Regions from separate parts of the Mus musculus genome. Here region 1 is linked to region 2. Evidence: chromatin contacts called from public Hi-C data. All regions are on one chromosome and are shown on one strand. Each heading gives the region's core, a stretch centred on a gene start, on an enhancer-like site or on the middle of the called end of the contact. The rest is flanking DNA. Distances are from core to core; before and after follow the strand shown.

Region 1 (6,134 bases), core at 1,950-4,449, 2.9 Mb after region 2:
AGGGTTAGGGTCTGTGGAGGGGAAGTGAAAACAGGCTCATAAGATGTGCACATGTGAGCTGTTAGCTGTGGGTCAGCTCAGTAGCTGAGGGATACGGAACAGAGAACGGTTTGTGATACTGGGGCCCCCCCTCTAATCATGGAAGTTCTGCTCTTATTGGTCTTGCTGCCTCTGCCTGGCCCTGTGTTGACATACATTATCTCCCTACGTGTTACTGTAGTCCCCTTAGGAGCCTGCTATGACTGGATCCAGGTGACCGGAGAAGAAACGGGCTCAGTAGCCTGGCGAGGGTCACACAATCAAAGAACTGGGGAGCTGGGATTGAAATTCGGTCTCTGCTACACTGCCTTTTGTTTTGTTGATTTTGGTTATTTGTTTTTGTTGTTTTGCTTTGTTTTGCTTTTCTGAGGCAGGGTTTCTCTGTGTAGCCCTGGCAGTCCTGGAACTAGCTCTGTAGTCCAGGCTGGCCTCGAACTCACAGAGATCCTCCTAACTCTGCTTCCTGTGAGCTGGGATTAATGGTGTATGCTACCACAGACCAGTTTTTTTTCCCTTTCTTTACTTCTTTCTTCTTTCTTTCTCTCTTTCTTTCTTTCTTTCTTTCTTTCTTTCTCTCTCTCTCTCTCTCTCCCTCTCTCTCTCTTTCTTTCTTTCTTTCTTTCTTTCTCCCTTTCTCCCTTTCTCCCTTTCTCCCTTTCTCCCTTTCTCCCTTTCTCCCTTTCTCCCTTTCTCCCTTTCTCTCTTTCTCTCTTTCTCTCTTTCTCTCTTTCGGGGGAGGGGTGGCACTTGGTCTATCCTGCACTGGAAGGACTAGAGGAATCAAAAGACTGAGGGACTGGAGGAAGGCTCGTGTGGCTGGGAGTGCGGGTCAAACCTAGGCAAAAGCCTTTACTCTGGAGGAGGGAAAGCTCTAGGTAGGTGGGCAGGGCTACAGCAGAGGGCTGACTGGGTGGACCTCCAAGACCAGCTGTGGAGGGACTGCAAGACAGCCACGAGCCAGCAGGTCTCCCTAACCACACTTCCAACGGCCACTTGAAGCAGCACAAAGGGGGCTCTGAGCACAGCTCCCTCACTACACTGAGCGCCATTCATTCTCCCGGGGACACCAGCAACTACCCTGGCGCCTGGGCCAACGGCAAGCCCAGCCCTGACGAAGCGCCTGTGCCATAGCAACAGATGCTCTGAGATTCAGCTTTCCAGGTCTCAGAGCCTGCCTACCCACCAGGGTCTGCCTGGCCTGGCCTGGCCCACTGCACTCCTGGCCCTTGTGCCCTGGAGGCAGGACTCGCTGAAGGCCACAGTGTGCCGGGCAGAGGCTTCTCCCACGAAGTAGGGATTGCGGTGATTCCCATTTCACAGATAAGGAAACCAAGGCCCATAGAAGCACAATAAACAGCAGTTGGGGAGCTGGTCTGTCCAGAAAGCCAGCACTAGTCTGGTCAGCTAATGCCATAGCCTAGGTCACCAGCCCAATTCACACTGTGACCGTCTCCCAGGAGAGAAGCCAGGGGTGTATGCTTTGCCTTCCCCTGGGAAGACCCTCAGCTCTTTCCAGGCTATGGGCTCCTTCTCCCTATCTCCTGACAACAACCTGAAGAGGAGAAGGGGGTACCACCCCAGGAGTCTGCTCTGGAATCATATGACCCAATGAACGTTTCTAACTTGCCTTGGTCGTGGTGTTTTGTCACAGAAAAGTGACTAACTTCCTCTTTAGCCATTGAGCACCGGTCACTGCAGGCCTACCTACAGATGCAGGACCCTGCTGCCACAACCTGGCAGGACTGGGTCTCTTTTTCTCACCGGACTTTGGGGTTGTCTTCACTGCATCGGGAGAATCAGTCTGACCTGTCTTCTGCCAACATCATCCTGACAGGAGGCTGGGGCGCAGATGGCCTGGAAATCAGCTCCCAGGACTGCTGTCAGAGCGTCAGTGTCCGATGATTTTTTGATGATTTTATTGATGGAGGACACAGGACAGGACCCATGTGTCCTGGATTGCATCTCCCACAGACCAGATCACCAGCTACGGGACCAGGTGGCCTGTCTGCACACATGTAACCCCGGTACTTGGAGGCTGAGGCGGGAAGATCTCAAATTGGAGGTCAGCCTGGGCTATGTCAGATTTTTATCTCAAAACCAACAAAAAGGTGTCCACTCTGGGCTGCTGGGCGCGTGGCTCAGTGGGAGTGAACTTGCTTAGCGAGTGAAAACCCAGTGTCCTATCCTAAGCACAGAAGAACGAACAGAAGACCAAGAGAAAGAGAGGCTTGGGAGGGTGGCTGTGTGTCTTGTGCTGTCCCTATTGTAGAGATTTGGTCACCACAGCTGCAGATGTGGCCACACTCAGAACTAGATTTGACCTGTGGCCCTCCAGTCCCAGCAAGTGCTACTAACACCCCACCCCCACCCCCAACTATAGCTGTACCTGGAGGTTTCATTTCCTTATACTTGTTCTGTGTGGACACAAAACACATACACGCACATACATGTTTGTGTTTGCAGAGCACCAACCTGGATATTACTGGAAAGACAACTTGCAACCCACTGTGTGCCACCAACTCTCTCTCTGTGACCTGGGGAAATCCCCTTGCTCCTCTGTGCCTCAGTTTCCCTATCTCTGCCCAAAGGATATAGAAGACCTGTCCCCACATGCCTCCGCTGACTCAGACAAGGACAATCACGCCTAAGCAGGTATTGGCTTTATACCTGGCTATGCTCTGTGTTCTGGCCACTGGGCAGTTAGCATATCCTGCTCGCCAAAAAGAAACCCAGCCTCGGGCAGGTGAATCATCCTGTCCGTAATCACACAGTGACAAAGTAGCCAATCAGAAGTTGACTTTGGGCCACAGGCCCACTCACAGCATTCTCTTCTTTATTATTGCTACTCCATCTCCTGGGTACCAGGGCTTAGAATAAACTGCCCTAACCATGAGTCTGTCTCCTCGACTTCCCATCCTGTGGGCCAGGCCCCTGACAGCTGTTGGCAGGTCCCCAGTGGCCCCCAGCCTAGTGGGCTCTGTTCCCAAAGCCTGTGGTTTGTTCCTCAGGCCTTCTAGGTCCCAAGGGTTTGCGGTGTGCCCCCTGCCCCTGCTGCTGGCTGGGGAGGCCCCAGCCCCCGCCCCCTGTGGAGACGGTGGGAGGGTGGGGCTGTGGGAGTTTCGCTAGTTTAAAAATACACAGAGGAAGCCAGTGAGAGGGCAAGAGAAAGGGGAAGGGGAGCGGGGGAGGCCCATCAGCCCCTGGTGTCTTGAGCCTGGAGCAGCCACATGCTAGCAAACCAGAGACTCTGCACAGCTTGCAAAGATGACAGAGATGCCCAAGAAAACAGGCAGAAAGTTCAGTGAGTACAGACCAGCCACCGTCCGTCCATCTGTCTGTTCAGCTTAGCCTCTCTGCATCTGTGTCTCACGATTGTCTTCTTTCTCTTTCTCTTTCTGTCCATCTGTCTCTCTCCTCGGTGTTGGTGTTGCTATCTGCACATGCTGTGGCCCCCGGTGATCTCTGTCTCTGTCTGTCTTTGCATTTCTGTCTTTCTCTCTCCCTGCCCAACCTCTGCTTCCCTCTTACTACAAGTCAGCCCCTCAGCCTTTCTGTCTTCCGGATCATCCTGGTCTCTCTGACCATGAGACTGTGCATGGAGAGACCCCCAAGTACCCCATGTTGTCCAGAACCCACTCAACACCAGATCTCAGGGAGCTCTCTAGGGAGTGAGTGGATGTGGGGACCGTGGATGCTGTGGTGTGTTGGGAGCAGTGAGGCTGCGAGAGACTAGTACCAGGTACTTGGGTGAACTACACCCACCTATTTCTTTCTCCAGGTCAATCCATTTTGGGTCCCAAACTTCTGTCCCAGGTTCCTCTGACTTTCCAGTTCTCTCTCTCTCTCTCTCTCTCTCTCTCTCTCTCTCTCTCTCTCTGTGTGTGTGTGTGTGTGTGTGTGTAAATGGAGATACACGCATCTGTAATCCTAGCACTCAGAAGTCAAAAGCAGGAGGCGGGTGAGTAGACTGAAGCAGGTTAGAGTGAGACATTGTCTCATATAAACATACAAAGCAAGCAAACAAAATCTGCAGCATTGACAAAGGAGGCAGTCAGTGACCCTTGTGTTACAAAGATCTCTGTCCCAGGGCAACCTGTCTAGAAGGAGGGCGGTAGCCAGCACTGTCCGGGATGGGACCAGGGGGACTGGGCAGGGATGAATTCTGAAGTGCAGAGCCCCGTGCTTCCACCCAGGATCAGCGAGGTTCTGCTGTCGGGTGCTAGGCTGATCCCTTCCCCTCTCTGGGCCTCAGAGTCTCAGGGGCGTAGACACCTGAGGATGCAGAGGAGTTGGGAAGAGCAAAGGCCAATGTGTTCTCCTTTTGCTCAAGTCATCTAGAGGCCTAAGGAAGTCAGAGACGGGACAGTCCCACAGTCTTAGGGGCCACAGGGAGGAGGGAGCAAAGAGATACACTTCCGTCCCTGCTGGAAGATTGTATCACAGGAGTTTGTAAGGCAGGTTCAGCCCACTGGGAGGAAAGAAACACCCACAGACAGGGGCCCCAATTCTCAGGCAGACAGACAGCCTCATCCATGTCCTTTCAACCCCAGTGCCAGAGATTGCCTTGGACACTACTCTTTGTACACACCCCCCCCACACACACACACCATACAGATTCACACACGGACACCATACATATTCATACACACACACCGTACACATTCACACACAGACACCATACACACACACATACCACATACACACACTATACACATTCACACACAGACACCATAAACACACACACACCATACACACTCTCACAGATACACCATACATACTTACTCATAAACTACACACACTCAAATACCATATGCACTCACACATACTTATACACACACACACACAAACCCCACACATACCCATAACACACACACACACACACACACACACACACACACACACACACACACATGCACATCTAGGCTTTGGGGTAAGCTGTGGGGAGCTCAGACCGTCCGTTTCACCCTTCTGAATATCAATTTCCTTATAAGGAAAGCGGTATGTTTGCATATTCTAAGAATTCACAGTTTGACAAGTGGGAGGCATTTTTGGTCATCATTGTCATCTTCCTTTTGTACCTCCTTTTGAGGATATTTTATATGCCAGATAGCACATGAAGCAAGCATGTTATCTACAAGGTTTGCATGTATGCTCATGTTTATGTTCATGTTCATACATGTATGCATGGGTATGTTCCGATACAACAGCAGGCATCGTCTTTGATCCCTTGTCATCTTACTTTAAAACAGATTTCTTTAGAATTTGCATTTTTTACAAAATACATTGCTGGGGTTAGTAATGCACACCTTTAATCCCAGAACTTGGGAGGCAGAGGCAGGTGGATCTTGGTGAATTGGAGGCCAGCCTGGTCTACAGAGTGAGTTCCAGAACAGCCAGGGATATGTAAGGAAACCTACCATACATACGTACATACATACATACATTCGTATATACATACATGATGATCATGGTAGTATACCTCTTTAATCCCAGGACTAGGAAGGCAGAGGCAGATGGATCTCTGTGAGTTTGAGGCCAGCCTGGTCTAAGTAAGTTCCAGGGCAGCCAGGGATGTGTGGGGAGACCCTGTCTCAAGAACAAGTTACGTCTATCTGTCATGTTTCTCTGTCCACCACATGTGTATAGTCCCCACGGATGCCAGAGGCCAGAATAGGACACTGGATCCCTTGGAAGTGGAGTTATAGACGGTTGTAAGCCGCCATGTGGGTGCTGGAAAGTGGATTCGGGTCTGGAAGAGCATCTGTCCTCTTAACTGCTAAGCACCTCTCCAGCTTCAGTGTGTGTGTGTGTGTGTGTGTGTGTGTGTGTGTGTGTGTACAGATGTATGTGTGTGAGAGGGTGTTCACAGAGGTCAGAAAGGGGCATTGGATCCTTTGGAGCTGGAGGCGGTTCACATGATGGGGGTGCTGAGGTCTGAACTCCAGTCCTCTCGCGCAGCAGTGAGCCCCTTTACCTGCTGAATCACGCTTCCAATTCCTCTCTGTTTTTGTTATTTTTTTTATGGTTTATTTTATTTTATTTTTATTTTTGAGACTGGGCCTCTGTATGGAATTCTTGCTGTGGGATTCACCATG
Region 2 (5,939 bases), core at 2,202-4,701:
TAATTTTAAACATTTTTGGCCCTCAAACTCTCAATGAGTTATACAGAGAAAGATGCTCAGGCCTGTGCATATCACAGACTGGGGGAGGCAACAAACAGAAAGCTAATGGTACAAAGGAAGGAGCCATAACAGGGCCTTTGGGGCCACTTCCTGCCTATTCCCTGATCTGTTTATCCCTCTGTCTAAAGAAATGAATGGCTTCCCATTCACTGTTAGAGAGGGAAACAGGGAGGGGGCATGAGATCACGTCTGACTGCCCTTACCTCAGGAAGAAAGAGAGGGAACCAAGACTGTGGAGGCTGGACAATGGGCTACCATGTGACCCGGAGGCCACAGAAGGCTTGTGACTTGGAGCTTTGTATCCAACTCTGGCAATATGCAAACCGCAGCCAGAGGAGATAGAGCCATGTGCCTGCTGCACCCTAACTCGATGGGAGCTCCTCTGGGGACCATGGGTATTTAGTGGCCAGGCCTCAGCTCCAGTCTTACTCTCTTCACTGGTAACATTACACAGCATCTGTCATGGGTATGGTGAACAAATGTCCATAAAGGCCTTGAACCACGTGTCATGCAGGAAGGAATCCCTTGACAGAGGTGGGACCTGCCCAGCTGAAGAGACAAGAGACTCAGTGGAGAGAAAAGTAAGAGAGTGAGGTCAGATAAGCTGTGGGCTGGGCCCTGGATCACCTTCTGATCCTTCTCCAAGCTCACAGCACCACATCCCCAGACTTACCAAGCACACCAGAAGCCTGGACATCCAAGCGATGTCCCACACCGATCTTCAGGTTTGTGAATGCTGGACCACGTACTGGAAAGAAAAAGCCAGTTCATTTCTTCAACTAATGAGCCTTGAGGGTAACTTTGGCAAGAGGCCCTCATTCCAAGAACAGAAGGGCCTCATGGGGATCAAATTATGCTAGGCTGTATTTCCAGGCTTCTCTTCCTCGGAAGCTGGAACCACTATTTCCCTAGTTCCCTGGGCCCAGAGAAAGGGCAACGCAAGACTCTTCTTCCTCTGCCTATCACTATTCGCCCCATTTGAGGCTTTGAGATCAGGCATCACACTGGGGATCAAGATTCTGGGCTTCTCTGCACATCGTGTGCTGATAGAAAACCTGGCCATTCTCCTCCTGAATCAGTGAGCTCCCTAAGGTGGGACCTAGGTCTGTCTGTCTACAATACTGACCTATGGCCCCAGACTCAGTGTCTTGACCACTAAAAGACTGACTACAGCTTAATGTGCCCCAGCACTTGGGAGGCAGAAGCAAAAGGATCAGAATCCAGACTTCAAGGTCATATTTAACTATACAGTGAGTTCAAGACCAGCCTGGACTACAGGAGGCTGTGTCTCAAAACACAAAAACAAGAGCTGGCGAGGTGGCTCAGTGGGTAAAGGCTGCCACGCCTGATGACTTCAGTTTGATCCTGGGACCCATGGTGGCCTGAGAGAAGTGATTCCCAAAAGATGCCCTCCGACTTTCACACCCAGGCCTTGGTGTGCACACATACATACAAATAATACGTTTTTGTTTTTGTTTTTTTTTAATAAGGGACCTACCTCACAGAACTGGGGTGAGGACAAAGATAACATGATGTCTAATACAGAGCAGGTATTAATAACACAGGTCTACCAGAAGTTCTCAGCTTCCCTAGAGAGTCCTAGAATAGCTAAGAGTCAGCAAAGTGTAGTTCACAAGTCAAATCATCAAGTCTACTTTGTTTTGAGACTGGGTCTCACTGTGTTGCCCAGGTTGGCCAGGGACTCCTAAATTTAAATGATCCTTTCAGTCTCCCATAGAAGACAAAGGCTGCTGGACACCGGTGTTTATAACTGCTCTCAAAATAGCTGTTTTGTACTCCAGCCTTTTTTTTTTTTTTTTCCTTCGAGACAGGGTTTCTCTGTATAGCCCTGGCTGTCCTGGAACTCACTTTGTAGACCAGACTGGCCTCAAACTCAGAAATCCGCCTGCCTCTGCCTCCCAAGAGCTGGGATTAAAGGCGTGCACCACAACCATGTGGCTGCACTCCAGTCTTGACTAAAATACAAGAAGGTTCTCTCCTTTCCTACAGTCTAGAGATGCTTTGCATTACAATAGCAAAGAGGAGCAGAGCCAAGGAAAACACAAGGCTGTAGGCAGAAGCTGTTTAAAATCTTCCCTCTCTAGGGAAGTTTGCCAAACCCTGGGCTAGAAATCTAACTCAGGCCAGGGATTTCCTCTAACATCACGGCCAGGGTCCTGTCTGACTCTGCCTTACCAAGTCTGTGGGTGGTGAGGGAGGGTACATTGGTGGCTCTGAGAGTCAACTTCTTCTCTTCACTGCCTTCCACAGGGCCTAGCAAGAAGCGAACACGCTGATCAGGAGCAGGAGGCTGCTGGGCATTGAGACCTAAGCACAAAAGAACACAGTCAGTACTTTTCCAACCCGCAAGAGAAGGGGTAGAGAGATGGTAGCATAGAAGATGGATTTGTGTATCGTAGAAAACGTACTATGACTCCTTCAGAAGCCAGGTATCATTAATTCCAGCACTGGGGAGGCAAGAGGCGGGCCTATCTCTGAATTCAAGGCCTGACTGATCTACAGAGTTATTTCCAGGGCAGCCAGGGGTATACAGAGAAACCATTCTCTAAAAAGTGAAGAACAAACAAACAAAACAAAAATCCTAGGTTGGAAGTGTAGCTCAATTCATGGAGTGTTTGCACAATACGCAAGACGCCCCGGGTTCCATCCCCAGCACCCTAATGGGAGGTGGTACTACACAGATGTAGTCTAAGACCTTGGGTAGTGAAGGCAGGACAGTCAAAAGTTCAAGGTTATCTTCATCTTACATAGCAAATTTGAGGCTACATGACAGTTTTTAAGAAAATAAAAGAAAGGAAAAAAAGGCAAAGAAAAAAATTGGTGTTTGAGGGTCGGGGTGGTGGTCACGCTTGTGATCCCAGCATCTGGCAGGTGGAGTCAGGAGAGTCAGAATTCTCAGTGCCTCACTGATTTCAAGGTCGGATTAATTAGAAAAGACCCTGTCTCAAAAGGCAAAAAAAAAAAAAAAAAAAAAAAAAGTTCAAATTCTAACTCTGTAACAGAAACCGCGAAAAAAAACCCAACACTATAGAATGAATTTCTCTAAAGGAAAATAGCGGAGAGTGGGTAGTAACGAAATGTGTACAAGAGAAAAAAAACAAACAAACAAGAAACAGCTACAACCCGGCAAACGAACCACGTGACCTCACTCCACATCAGAAAGAACTAAAGCAAAACCGTGGGTCCGCGTCGGAGTTCTCACCTTTAAGCAGTTGCAACTCCACGGTCTCACGCAAGTGCAGCCACTTCAGCCCCGGAGGTTTATAGACAGCGAAGAGCCCCTGCAGCCGAGCTAGGCCAGAAGAACCCATGGCTGGAACTCAGCGGTTCAACATCATCCAGAAGCGGGGATGCGGGCGGAAGTGCTGCGTGGTCCTTTCCCAAATGTGGTCCCTACTGTAGGTAGCCGCCTTGTTTCCTTGGCAGGAAGAGGTTCTTTTCTTATTGCCCTCCGGGGGGGAAATAAGAGATGGAGAAGAAAATAGGGCCGGATATCGAGCAACCGAATTCTCGGTTATGTTATTTTTGAATTCTTTTCAGGAGTTTTTTGTTTGTTTGTTTCTCATATATCCCAGGCTGCCCTCAAACTTGCTAAGTTGCCGAGAATTCATTACTTTTCTGTCTCCACTTTTCCAAGATCTGGAGTGACGAGTAATTCACATCAGGCTTGGTTTTTGAGACAAGGTCTCTAGTACTGCCTTCGTACTTAAGAAATAGCCAAGAAGGATCTCGAACTGATCCTACGGCCTCCAGGTTTCAAATGCTGGGTTGACAGGCCTACGTTATAAATAACGCCTGGCTCACAGCAGTTGTTTTACTTCAGTGGCAAACAGATCTTGTGGCTTTCCTTCTCATGCTCCTGTCCATATTACAACATCTCCGATCAAAAAGCCACAGTGAGTGCAGTGTCCCAGGAGTCTTTTGACTTCTCGGGCCTCCGTAGTACCTGCGGAGCCCCGCCTAACCACGCGGACGTCCGCTGCCATGGCGACCCTGCTGCTGCTTCGCTCCCTGCGCCTCCACCGCAGTCTTCGGCCCCGTACGCGGCCAGCTGTAGGTGAGCAGCTCTGATTCCAGTGTCCGCGGCGACCAGAGGGACCGGACTCCTCTCACCTTTACCTCTTTTCTGCTCGCAGATGTACCCCTCAGGGCCGGGAGCCATGGCGCCCGCCTGCTGTACCCGGACCACATCCCAACCACCCCGCTGCAAAAGATGCTGCTGGCTGCGGGCGCGGCGGGAATGGCTCTCTACAACCCCTATCGCCACGGTAAGACGGTTTACTCTTCGGTCTCGAAAGCTGGGACCGGTGAAGACTTGGTTTGTGGGCATCCAAACCTGGCTGCGCCTATCATATTTCCCAGGATCGTTTATGATAATCAGGTGCCTGATTCTAGCTAGAACTGTTTTGGGTCTTCTGGGCACAGGGAGGAGAGGAAGAAAGAAACGTGAAGTCTACAAGTCTGCCTTTTTGTAATTCTTGGAAGAGTGTCACCCTAGCATATTAATCTCTGGGCTGAATGACCAGGTACACACCAAATTACAGCATTCTCACTGGGTAGTAAGTAAACTTGGTAAGGGCCATGATCTTCAGGATTTTCTTTGCTGAAACAGTTCAAGATCAGCTTCTTTTTGTTTGTTTGGCTTTGGTTTTTTCAAGACAGGGTTTCTCTGTGTAGCCCTGGCTGTCCTGGAACTCATTCTGTAAACCAGGCTGACCTCGAACTCAGAAATCCGCCTGCCTCTGCCTCCCAAGTGCTGGGATTAAAGGCATGCGCCACCACTGCCTGGCAAGATCAGCTTCTTTTTCCATACATACCCAGTCTTTGCTCAAAGAAAGAAAAGATGGGAGGAAGTAAAAGAAGAGACATGTGGCATGGTTTATATAGGATCTGGTGACTGTACCTGCACTCAACTCTAGCGCCATTTTTTAAAAATTGTTTTGTTGAGGCAAGGTCTCTTATAGACTGGGCTGTCCCCTAACTCCATAGATAGCCAAGGATGACTTTGAATTCCTGATCACCCTGCCTCCCTACCTCCTGAATGCTGGGACTACAGGTGTGTGCTACCCTCATACCCAGTTTATATGATGCTGGGAACCAAACTCAGGGCTTTGGGTGTGCTAAGCAAGCACTGTGTCAGCCTAGTTACTGCCATTCATCACCATTTAATCTCAAGGCCGGTGGAAACAAGACACTCTGTCTTGATAATGGTCTATGAAAGTGGTTCCTGCTGTTGATGAAAGCCTCCATATTCCTATAGGTTTGTAATGTTAAGGATAGTAGCTAGCCGGGTGTGGTGGCATACGCCTTTAATCCCAGCACTCGGGAGGCAGAGGCAGGTGGATTTCTGAGATCGAGGACAGCCTGGTCTACAAAGTGAGTTCCAGGACAGCCAGGGCTATACAGAGAAACCTAACTGTCCTAGTGGTACACGCCTTTAATATAGCACTTGGAAAGCAGAGGCAGAAAGATCTCTGAGTTTGAGGCCAGCCTGGTCTGCATAATGAGTTCCAGGCCAGCCTGTACTACAAAAAGAAACTGTCTCAAAAACAAACAAACAAAAGAATCCATTCTCTGTCTTTTCCCATCTCTGTCCTTTCAGACATGGTTGCAGTTCTAGGGGAGACCACAGGATGCCACACCCTGAAATTCCTCAGGGACCAGATGAAGAAGGATCCAGAGGGTGCCCAGATTCTACAGTAGGTCCCAACTTTGCTTTTGGCAGGGGTGTGTCTGTCCTCATCCTGTTAGGAGCCCTTCAGAGGACCATGGGTGGATATATTGCCTGGGACACTGCTCAAAGCCAGGAGCACGCATATATGTATGTGGGATTATACAATATGTCATCTTAGTCCTGT

Evidence for each region. A called contact is a pair of places that touch in the nucleus more often than the background predicts.
Region 1: a contact with region 2 is called in a Hi-C map of B cells, with 5 read pairs. The contact joins the promoter of Sh2d3c here to the promoter of Trub2 in region 2. A contact is called at or near these places in 1 of 39 promoter capture datasets (liver), 1 of 484 Hi-C or Micro-C datasets (B cells) and 1 of 9 other capture datasets (liver).

What each region holds. Positions count from the first base shown.
Region 1 is chr2:32,717,856-32,723,989 of GRCm38.p6, forward strand. Sh2d3c (SH2 domain containing 3C) reads left to right here and starts at 3,200. Exons shown (of 12, transcript NM_013781.3): 1 at 3,200-3,340. The coding sequence starts at 3,304. It overlaps Gm33457 (a long non-coding RNA gene), which reads left to right. Exons shown (of 2, transcript XR_001783272.2): 2 at 2,503-2,932.
Region 2 is chr2:29,784,220-29,790,158 of GRCm38.p6, forward strand. It overlaps Trub2 (TruB pseudouridine (psi) synthase family member 2), which reads right to left and starts at 3,452. Exons shown (of 8, transcript NM_145520.5): 1 at 3,284-3,452; 2 at 2,257-2,388; 3 at 734-808. The coding sequence starts at 3,392. Coq4 (coenzyme Q4) reads left to right here and starts at 3,274. Exons shown (of 7, transcript NM_178693.5): 1 at 3,274-4,138; 2 at 4,218-4,349; 3 at 5,684-5,780. The coding sequence starts at 4,066.